Regions from separate parts of the Sus scrofa genome. Here regions 2 and 3 are each linked to region 1. Evidence: chromatin contacts called from public Hi-C and HiChIP or PLAC-seq data. All regions are on one chromosome and are shown on one strand. The core of a region is the stretch at or near the end of the contact, and the rest is flanking DNA. Distances in the headings are between cores, read along the strand shown. Region 1 has its middle 190 kb from the start of NFIL3. Region 2 has its middle 77 kb from the start of SYK. Region 3 has its middle 170 kb from the start of SYK.

What was found. Hi-C and Micro-C count contacts between places; a contact is called where the count stands out from the background. HiChIP or PLAC-seq counts read pairs in DNA pulled down with a chosen protein or histone mark.
Region 2: a contact with region 1 is called in a Hi-C map of omental adipose tissue, with 5 times the contacts expected there. The contact joins two enhancer-like sites. A contact is called at or near these places in 1 of 5 promoter capture datasets (liver), 30 of 47 Hi-C or Micro-C datasets (adipose tissue, alveolar macrophages, blood and 14 more) and 2 of 2 datasets of contacts at active chromatin or transcription factors (alveolar macrophages and skeletal muscle).
Region 3: an H3K27ac HiChIP or PLAC-seq map of alveolar macrophages shows a contact between it and region 1. The contact joins two enhancer-like sites. A contact is called at or near these places in 1 of 47 Hi-C or Micro-C datasets (blood) and 1 of 2 datasets of contacts at active chromatin or transcription factors (alveolar macrophages).

The regions. Positions count from the first base shown.
Region 1 is chr14:2,790,836-2,793,616 of Sscrofa11.1, reverse strand. No RefSeq gene overlaps it. Among named protein-coding and RNA genes, the nearest start is that of NFIL3, 190 kb to the right of the region's middle. Within about 2 kb of position 1,341, at least 13 of the 83 cell types and tissues checked have an H3K27ac peak or open chromatin away from gene starts, as enhancers often do. A contact at or near this core is called in alveolar macrophages and omental adipose tissue, where this site is marked.
Region 2 is chr14:2,179,039-2,181,819 of Sscrofa11.1, reverse strand. No RefSeq gene overlaps it. Among named protein-coding and RNA genes, the nearest start is that of SYK, 77 kb to the right of the region's middle. Within about 2 kb of position 1,364, at least 4 of the 83 cell types and tissues checked have an H3K27ac peak or open chromatin away from gene starts, as enhancers often do. A contact at or near this core is called in omental adipose tissue, where this site is marked.
Region 3 is chr14:2,276,099-2,278,879 of Sscrofa11.1, reverse strand. No RefSeq gene overlaps it. Among named protein-coding and RNA genes, the nearest start is that of SYK, 170 kb to the right of the region's middle. Within about 2 kb of position 1,324, at least 12 of the 83 cell types and tissues checked have an H3K27ac peak or open chromatin away from gene starts, as enhancers often do. A contact at or near this core is called in alveolar macrophages, where this site is marked.

The sequences.
Region 1 (2,781 bases), core at 92-2,591:
TAGCTGGTGACTCTAGGCAAGGGCTCAGTTCAGAGCACCTGGACTCTGGGCCCAGAGAAAACTGTGATAAAATAAGTGTGTGCTGTCTTAAGCTGCCATGTAGTTAGCCGGTAGTTGCAAGGTAGCATTAGAAAATGACTACACTCCTACAGTATAGCACAGGGAACTATATCCTATCTCTTGGGATAGAACATGATGGAAGATAATATGAGAAGAAGAATGTACATGTATATATGTGACTGGGTCACTTTGCTGTACAGCAGAAATTGACACAACGTTGTAAATCAATTATACTTTAATAAAAAATTAAAAAAAAATAAAATGAAAGGAGACATAGAAAAGCAGGTAGCAGGAAGGAGTGGAATGACGTAGGCAGGAACAAAGGAACAGCAGTGAAAAAGAGATATTTGACTTTGATGTGGGTGGTGAGGAGAAGGCAGTGAAAATGTGTAATAGGAATTTAAAATAAGAGGTACTTGGGAGAAAATAGAGTTTTAAAGGATCCAGGAAAGTCAAAAGAAAAAAAAAAAAAGAAAAGAAAACTAATACATAACTTACAGATTCTTCCTAGAAGTCTCTTCTCTGGCTAATGCCTAAGTTGGCTGGAATGTTCCAACCAATTCCACTGAGTTTGTGTTTCTCCAGATAAGAGGTATGAGAATGTTTATATTAACTCTCTCCCAGCTTAAAAGTGGTTCTAAAACATATAGCATTTCTACTTTTTTTGCTTGCATTCTATGTGCTCTCAAAGTCAGAACACAAGCCGAGAGCTTGAAGAGGGAGAGGCTGGCTCTTGCCAGCGAGGGCCTGGCACACGGCACGCTCAGTGCATATTTGTTGAGTAACTAAGCAAATGAACAAACGTTTATCAGCATATTCTTTTTATTGTTACCTCATTCTCTGTCTCAGTCTCTGTTGTAAGTATTTTGTCTACGTCATCTCCCTGAATCATTCAAATAGCCTTGTTAAACAAGTGGTGTCACCTTCATTTTACAAGTGGGGAAGCTGATGCTGATGCCCTGGAGAGTTTAATTGCTGCCCAAGGTTGGACAGAGATTGAGTGGCAGTGCTGGGGGCAGGTCTTCTCTACTAAAAACATATTTTAAAACACACACACACACACACACACACATATGCACACATACATCTATCATCTATCTATTCTCTATCAGTCTATCTACCATCTATCTGTATACCACCTATCCGTCTAAAATTTTAGTAAAATGACTGAGATTCTCTTTATACTGATTGCTTCCCTCTGCAGGAATTTCAGTTTGTGAAGCTAAGCGAGACCTGAGGTCTCTTTGCCTTTCTGGCTTCTTCTGTCAGATGCGCTTCCCTCTATGGACTGTAGGTGGCGCTTGAGTTCTTGTCAACTGTCTGGTTTTCCTCTACTCCTTACAAATGCCTGTATTTACTCCTGGCATCTTTGGCTCTTTGGAGAGCTTATTTTCTCACTATTAATACAGATGGGTGGTCTCATTACGGCCGATTCTTCATCTGTGAATTATTTAGTGTGAAGAGAAGTGCTTGCCCATACTTAATTTCTAATAGCGATTTAGAAACCTCTGTGCCAACCCCTAGGGAAATAGGAAAAGCTGAAAGCCTTTTTTTTTTTTTTTTTCTTTCTTTCTTTCTCTCTCTCTCTTATAACAAATCTGCTATTTTCCCAGTAAATGAAGGTAACTGGGATGGGATTTCGCACTTGAGAAGTACTTACTCTGTGACTTTAAATGACTTACCTTGCCTCATTAGTTTCATAACATCCTTAGGAGGGAGGTACTTTTATTATGCCTCTCACAAAGAAGAGAAAACGGATCCAGAGAGCAAAACATTCTGAAAAAGGGAAGGATTGGGGGTTGATTTAACACCCGAGGCTGCTCCCACCTGGGTGCTAGACAGGCCTTGTCTCCGACACAAGCACTGGAAGGAAAGAAGGGGGACAGAGACGCCCCTAGGGTAACTTTTGTTGTTACGGCTTATTTCCTTTGTATGGTCAACAAGAGGAAAACACACGGCAGCAGATGTGAGCTCAAAGCTCGTTTTGGACAGTGCAGTCTAAGGAACTGTGCGGCCCCCTGGCATAGATGTTCATATCTGTTGTCTCATCCCCCCTGATGTGGAAGAAAGGTGGGCAGGGATTAGTAGTGGGTGCTTGCACCCTTGGGGAACTAGGTGGTGAAGGAGAAGGGTATGAAGAGGCAGGTGGCGGAAGGTGTCATGGGGGTCCCTGCCATTTTAAGTCATTTCTATGCCATTGCAAAGAACTAACCCTATTAAGAGTTCCCATTGTGGCTCAGTGGTAACAAACCCGACTAGTATCCATAGGACACGGGTTTGATCCCTGGCCCTGCTCAGTGGGTTAAGGATCCAGCATTGCCATGAGCTGTGGTGTAGGTGGTAGATCTGAGGTTGCTGTGAATGTGGCGGTGGCCGGCAGGTGAAATTCCTATTCAGCCCGTAGGCTGGGAACTTCCATATGCCACAGGTGTAGCCCTAAACAAACAAACAGAAAAACAAAACAAAACAAAAAACTAACCCTATAGATAAATTGGTATCCGACTTAAGCCAATAGGAATTGAAATGTAAGTTTCTGTAGTTTATACCAAGTCTAGGCAAAACAGATCTGAAGTCTGGTTTCTGTAAGGCTTCATGGCTAGGGGCTCTATAGTAGGAGAAAAAAGCCAAAGACAGGCCTTTCCTACAAAGCTAAAGAGAGAGGGACTGCCTGTCCTAATTCATCCAATTTGGTAAGTTGTTTGGGCTGCCGGGAAAGCTAAA
Region 2 (2,781 bases), core at 115-2,614, 610 kb after region 1:
GCAGTGACTTGAAGGTGGGGATGGGGGAGCAGTTTCCAGTTATCCCCAGCTATCCATATGCTAAGATCCTTATAAGCTCGGTCCATACCGCCTGCCCCAGAGAAAGAGGGAAAGGGGCCGTGATCCAGGGATCCAGAAGTGGCTTTTATTCCCCTCCTGTACTGAGAGAATCATACATTTAATGGGGTCAGGTTTGGTTAGTTTCTTAAATTCTTTAGACAATAGCAGCTGAGTCAACCTGAAAGTACTCTTGAAAGCACCGGGCCTTTCACCCCAGCGAGTGGGAGTGAGCACTCAAGCACCCATCAGCAGAGGAAGAAACTCATACATCACCTTGCATTCCCACCCTTCCCAGCAAGGGAGCGCCTTCTGGAATGAGGACACGGTGATCTACAAGCTCATGAAACAACACGGAGGAGAAACTTGCAAATGTAACATGAGCCGCAGAAGCTGGACAGAAAGTACAGACTGTGTGATTCCATTTACGCAAAGAACAAAATCAAGAGAAACTAAGCTCTGCTGTTAGAAGTCAGCATGATGATGGCCCCAGGGCTGGCTGTAACCTTATGATCCTTCCCTGGTGCTTCTCACTTGTCCTGGGGCTGGATGCATGGGTCAAACTGTTAGCGCGACTTCCACAAACCATGCACTTAGGAAATGTGCTCCCTTTGTGTGTGTGTGTGTGTCTCAGATTTAAGAACCTGACATAGCGTCCCCGTGAGGATGCAAGCTCAATCCCTGGCCTCACTCAGTGGGTTAAGGATCCAGTATTGCCTCAAGCTGCAACATAGGTTGCAGATGCAGCTCGGATCTAGTGTCGCTGTGGCTGTGGTGTAGATTGCAGCTGCATCTCTTATTCCACCCCTAGCCTGGGAACTTCCATAAACCCCAGGTGTGGCCCTAAAAAAGAAAAAACAAGAACTGCATCTCTCATGGGGCCAGCAGATCGGACAACCACTGTGGGCTTTTGGAAAGATGAGGCCCTTAAAAACACTACTTTCCTCGTCCACTGGCGCTTCCCTCCTGCTTGGTGTTCTGGTCTGTGTTTCCTCTCCGCGAGCTGTAAGGCACAAGCTGGGCAGAGGAGGGGATGGCCAGGGCAGGCTGCGGTGGAACCCCAAATGTTCCCCACAGAGGGATCAGGGTTTTGAGCTGGCTGACAAAAGGGAAAACAAAAAGAAAAATATCATTGTCGCTGTTTTCAACATTTTCCTTTCGATTGTCCCAAAGAGCGGAACCCCCCAGGAGCCCTTTGGCCCTTAATGTTCAAGATCCAGGGTTCTTCCAGAATGCACGCAGAAAGACAACGATGCCGGAGTATATAAAGACGCAGAGACTTGAGGGGCACCCTCCGGTCCCAGGGTTCTAGGAGGAGGATCCTGGGAGAGGATGAGAACTGAAAACCTCCTGGAGCCAAGGAAAGGGGCTTCCAGTGGCCACCTTCTTCTGAGGTTCTGATCCAGGATTTACTGTTGTTGTGGTTGTCGTTATTAGTTTGATCCGTGTAAAACTAACCTCTTAAGAGGCATGCGTTCAATTTCCCTTCCAGAAACCCTTTTAAAAAAAGAACCATTCTCTTTGAGATAAAAGAGGACAAACCAATTCAAAACTTTCACGTCCTCATTTCTCTTGCCGAATCTCAAGTGAACTTAAGGGAAAAAAAAAAACAACACTGAGACACACGGACCTATTTTAAGAAGAGCAGGTATTTCCCCATTGACACTTTGACTTATTTCTAGACCAGAAACTGGGCTGCAGGTCCACATAACTGCATCCTACCTAGAATTTGCTCGGCGTGGCGGCCGGGAAAGAGCAGCCTGGGGTCAAGCCAAAAAGGCCATTTTGCTCTTTTACGATCGAATGTTGTGAATTTCCTGATTTATAGCGTCTACTTTGATATTACACGCAGAGGCCACGCTTGGAGCTTAGCCCAGTCTTTTCTGGAAGGGATCCCTTTGAAATCAGGAGGTCCACTTAAAGGAAAGAGACTGAATTTTGTGTTCCCTGGGGACCAACTCTCCTTGTCAGGACATTATCTGGAAGCTGCTGATGGGAGGTGCGTTCTCATCCAACGTGCAATGGTGTTCAAGTCACTGCAAGTGTATCTGCCGGGGGATGTTTCCATTTCTAGAACCAAGCCAGAAGGAAGGTGTGGGAAGGGATTTCGCAGATTTCAAGTCTGGCTATTGTTCTCCACAAGGGATCATACAAGATTTCAATTAGTGACCATCTGGGAGTTCTCATCGTGGCTTAGCAGTTAACAAACTTGACAAGCATCCATGAGGATACGGGTTCGATCCCTGGCCTCACTCAGTGGGTTAAGGATCCGGCATTGCTATGAACCGTGGTGTAGGTCACAGACCCGGCTCTGATCCCACGTTGCTGTTGCTGTGGCTGTGGTGTAGGACAGCAGCTTCAAGCCCTAGCCTGGGAACCTCCATATGCCACAGGTGCGGCCCTAAAAAGACAAAAAAAAAAAAAAAAAAAAAGAAAAGAAAGAAATGACCATCTGCACCACCAGGTCTGGTCACGGCTGCTGGGTCATCTGGCTCAGGAGTCCCACCCAAGTCCACCTTGAGGTGGAGTTACAGAAGGGAGCTCCAATGTGGTGCCTCTAGGGCTGGCACTTGCTACAAATTTTGTCACACCATCGCCATTTACACATGTCACACTCTGCTTCCACAAATAAGTGTTCATTTGACACCATGTACCAAAGCTAAAGAGGGTTGAAAACCACTGAGCTACCTGAGGCTTTTATTTTACAAATGAAAAAACCTGGCA
Region 3 (2,781 bases), core at 75-2,574, 510 kb after region 1:
TGGTCCATGCTGTTAATCCATACCTCAAGACTTGACTTTTTTTCTCCTCTGAGATTTAATTTTTACTTTTCAAAAATGTTTCAAGTGTGTCCGATGTTCAATGTTGTGTCAATTTCTGCTGTACAGCCAAGTCAAGACTTGACTTTAATTTAGAGGCCATGAGAATATTTTCTGACACCCACTTGCATGTTTTAGTAGTCATGTGGCCTGTTTTTCTTCCTCAGCTATAACTGACAAGCCTATAACCTGAGATTTGGATAATTGCCAGTGGAAATTAAGAAAACAAAAAAAAGAGGAGTAAGTTGGCACTATGCCCCATAAAATGATTTCACAAGTAGTGGGTCTGCTTGCTCAATGAAACAGTTCTTCTTATAACCAGTCATTACTGATTCCCACTTACTGCTCTTGCGGTTTTGGAAAAGAGTTCTTACTTATCTTTTCCATGTTCTACGCAATAACATCTTTTAGCTCGCCCTCAATGCTCCCTTTGGATGGCCAACCTTAGGTTTCGGACATTAATTTTGTGTTATTTCACTGTCATGATCACTACTAACGTTGTGATATTTGTCTTTTATTTGTTCCTCTGCATTTATATCAACAGTTTTAAACAAAAGTGTCAGCATACTGTATGGGTAGTTTAATATTCTGCCTTATTTCCTCAGCATTTCATTGTGAGACTCTTCCTATGGCTCCCAGACCCTCAACATACCAGTTTTGTGCATCATAGAATATTTTTTATAGTATTATACTGGACCACTGGTCATCATGTATTTGGCCATCTTGTATTTTTAAAAATTATTTTATTGAGGTATGGTTGATTTACAATGTGTTACTTTCTGCTGTGGAGCAAAGTGATTCAGTTATATATATGTATGTATATATATACTTTCTCATATTCTTTCCCATTATGGTCTATCACAGGATACTGAATATGCTTCCCTGTGCTATGTAGTTGGACCCTGTTTTTCATCCATCCTGTATATAACAATTTGCCTCTGCTAACCCCAAACTCCCAAGCCATCCCTCCCCAGCTTCTCCTTCCCCTTGACAACCACAAGTCTGTACTCTATGTATTTTCTGACATTTAAGTTGTGGCTAAAATTATACTATTATAATGTAAAGCTACGAGGAATCTCATTTGATACAAGTTTTTAGATGTCAGGACCATCTAGGCTTGAGTTAACAATAACCTCAAAATCTCAGTGGCTTAAGGTAGCAAAATGTTGTTTCTTGTTCACTTTTAAATGGAACCAAGGCTGGCCAGGAGCTCCATTCCACAAAGTCACTCTGTCCTAGAGGCAAAAGCAACACCAGCACTGCCACCAGCCTTCCAGGGTTCGGCAGGGCACAAAGTGAATGGGGAGCTCCCCCTGGCCTTCTGCGTTGAGCAGGGAAGTGAAACTCATCACTTCCGTTCACAGCCTTGGCTCCCAGCCAAGGAGGTGGTTTGTAACCTTTGACGAGCCCAAAGGAGAAGAGAGCAGGATGTGTGCAGGCAATTTTAATAGCTCCCCCCCACCCCCGTACAAGTGGATGACTTATTTAGGATACATGTCTTAACGAAGGGAGTTATTGGGTTTTGCCACCTTTTTTTTTTTTTTCCTAAGAATCTTATAACATTTTTATCATACCATCAGCTTTTTTTTGTCCCTGAAAAGCCCAAATGTTATCATTTTTTACTCTTTGCTGATCTAAGAGTTGAGAAATGCTGTCTCATTGTTTTTCAACTTGTGTTTCTTTCATTACTGTTGGGAGCAGAACTTTTCTCATCTGTTTATTATTCATTTTTAGTTTTGCAAGAGGCTCATAGGTGAACAACAACAAAAAATAACCTGAAAATTCTCTGAGCCTCCCTGGCCCACTTCATCTCTGGAATTTAAAATGCTTTAAAAGCCCTATCAGAATGACCCTGCCGCTCAGCTCACTGTTTTTCTCCTGATGGTAATTTGAACCTAAAAAAAAAAAAAAAAAAAATTCTTTTTGTTTCTAACAGGAACTCTTTTTTTTTTTTTTTTTAAATCTTTTTAGGGCCACACCTGCGGCATAGGGAGATTCCCAGGCTAGGGGTTGAACTGGAGCTACAGCTGCAAGCCTGCACTACAGCCATAGCAATGCCAGATCTGAGCTGCATCTGTGACCTACACCACAGCTCACAGCAACACCAGATCCTTAACCCAGTGATGGAGGCCAGGGATCGAACCTGCAACCTCATGCTTCCTAGTCGGATTCATTTCCATTGCACCATGAGGGGAACTCCTCCAACAGGAACTCTTATCCCTTACTTGTGGGAATGCAAAATGGTGCAGCCTTTTTGGAAAATAGTTGGGCAGTTTCTTACAAAATTAAATATACTCTTACCATATGATCCAGTCATAACACTCCTCAGTATTTAGCCAAAGAAGTTGAAAACTTCTTTCTACACAAAAAGCTGCACATAGATGTTTATAGCAATATAACATAACTATATTTATCACTGTCCAAACTTGGAAGCAACTGAGATGTCTTTCAGGTTAAATAAACTGTGTTACAACTAGATAATCAGCATTAAAAAGAAATGTGCCACCAAGCCTTGTTCCCATTGACCTCTCCCTCACCTTGCTCCTTTAGACCTAAAGGCACCTACATTTATTAGCCCCCCATTGTTTTCCTTTAACTCTTGTAATTGGTTCCTTTATTAAATTGCCCTGATGAAACTTAAAAAAAAACTGCTCTTTTTTTTAAATTGAAGTATAGTTGATTTACAATGTTGCGTTAATTGCTGCTGTCCAGTAAAGTGATTCA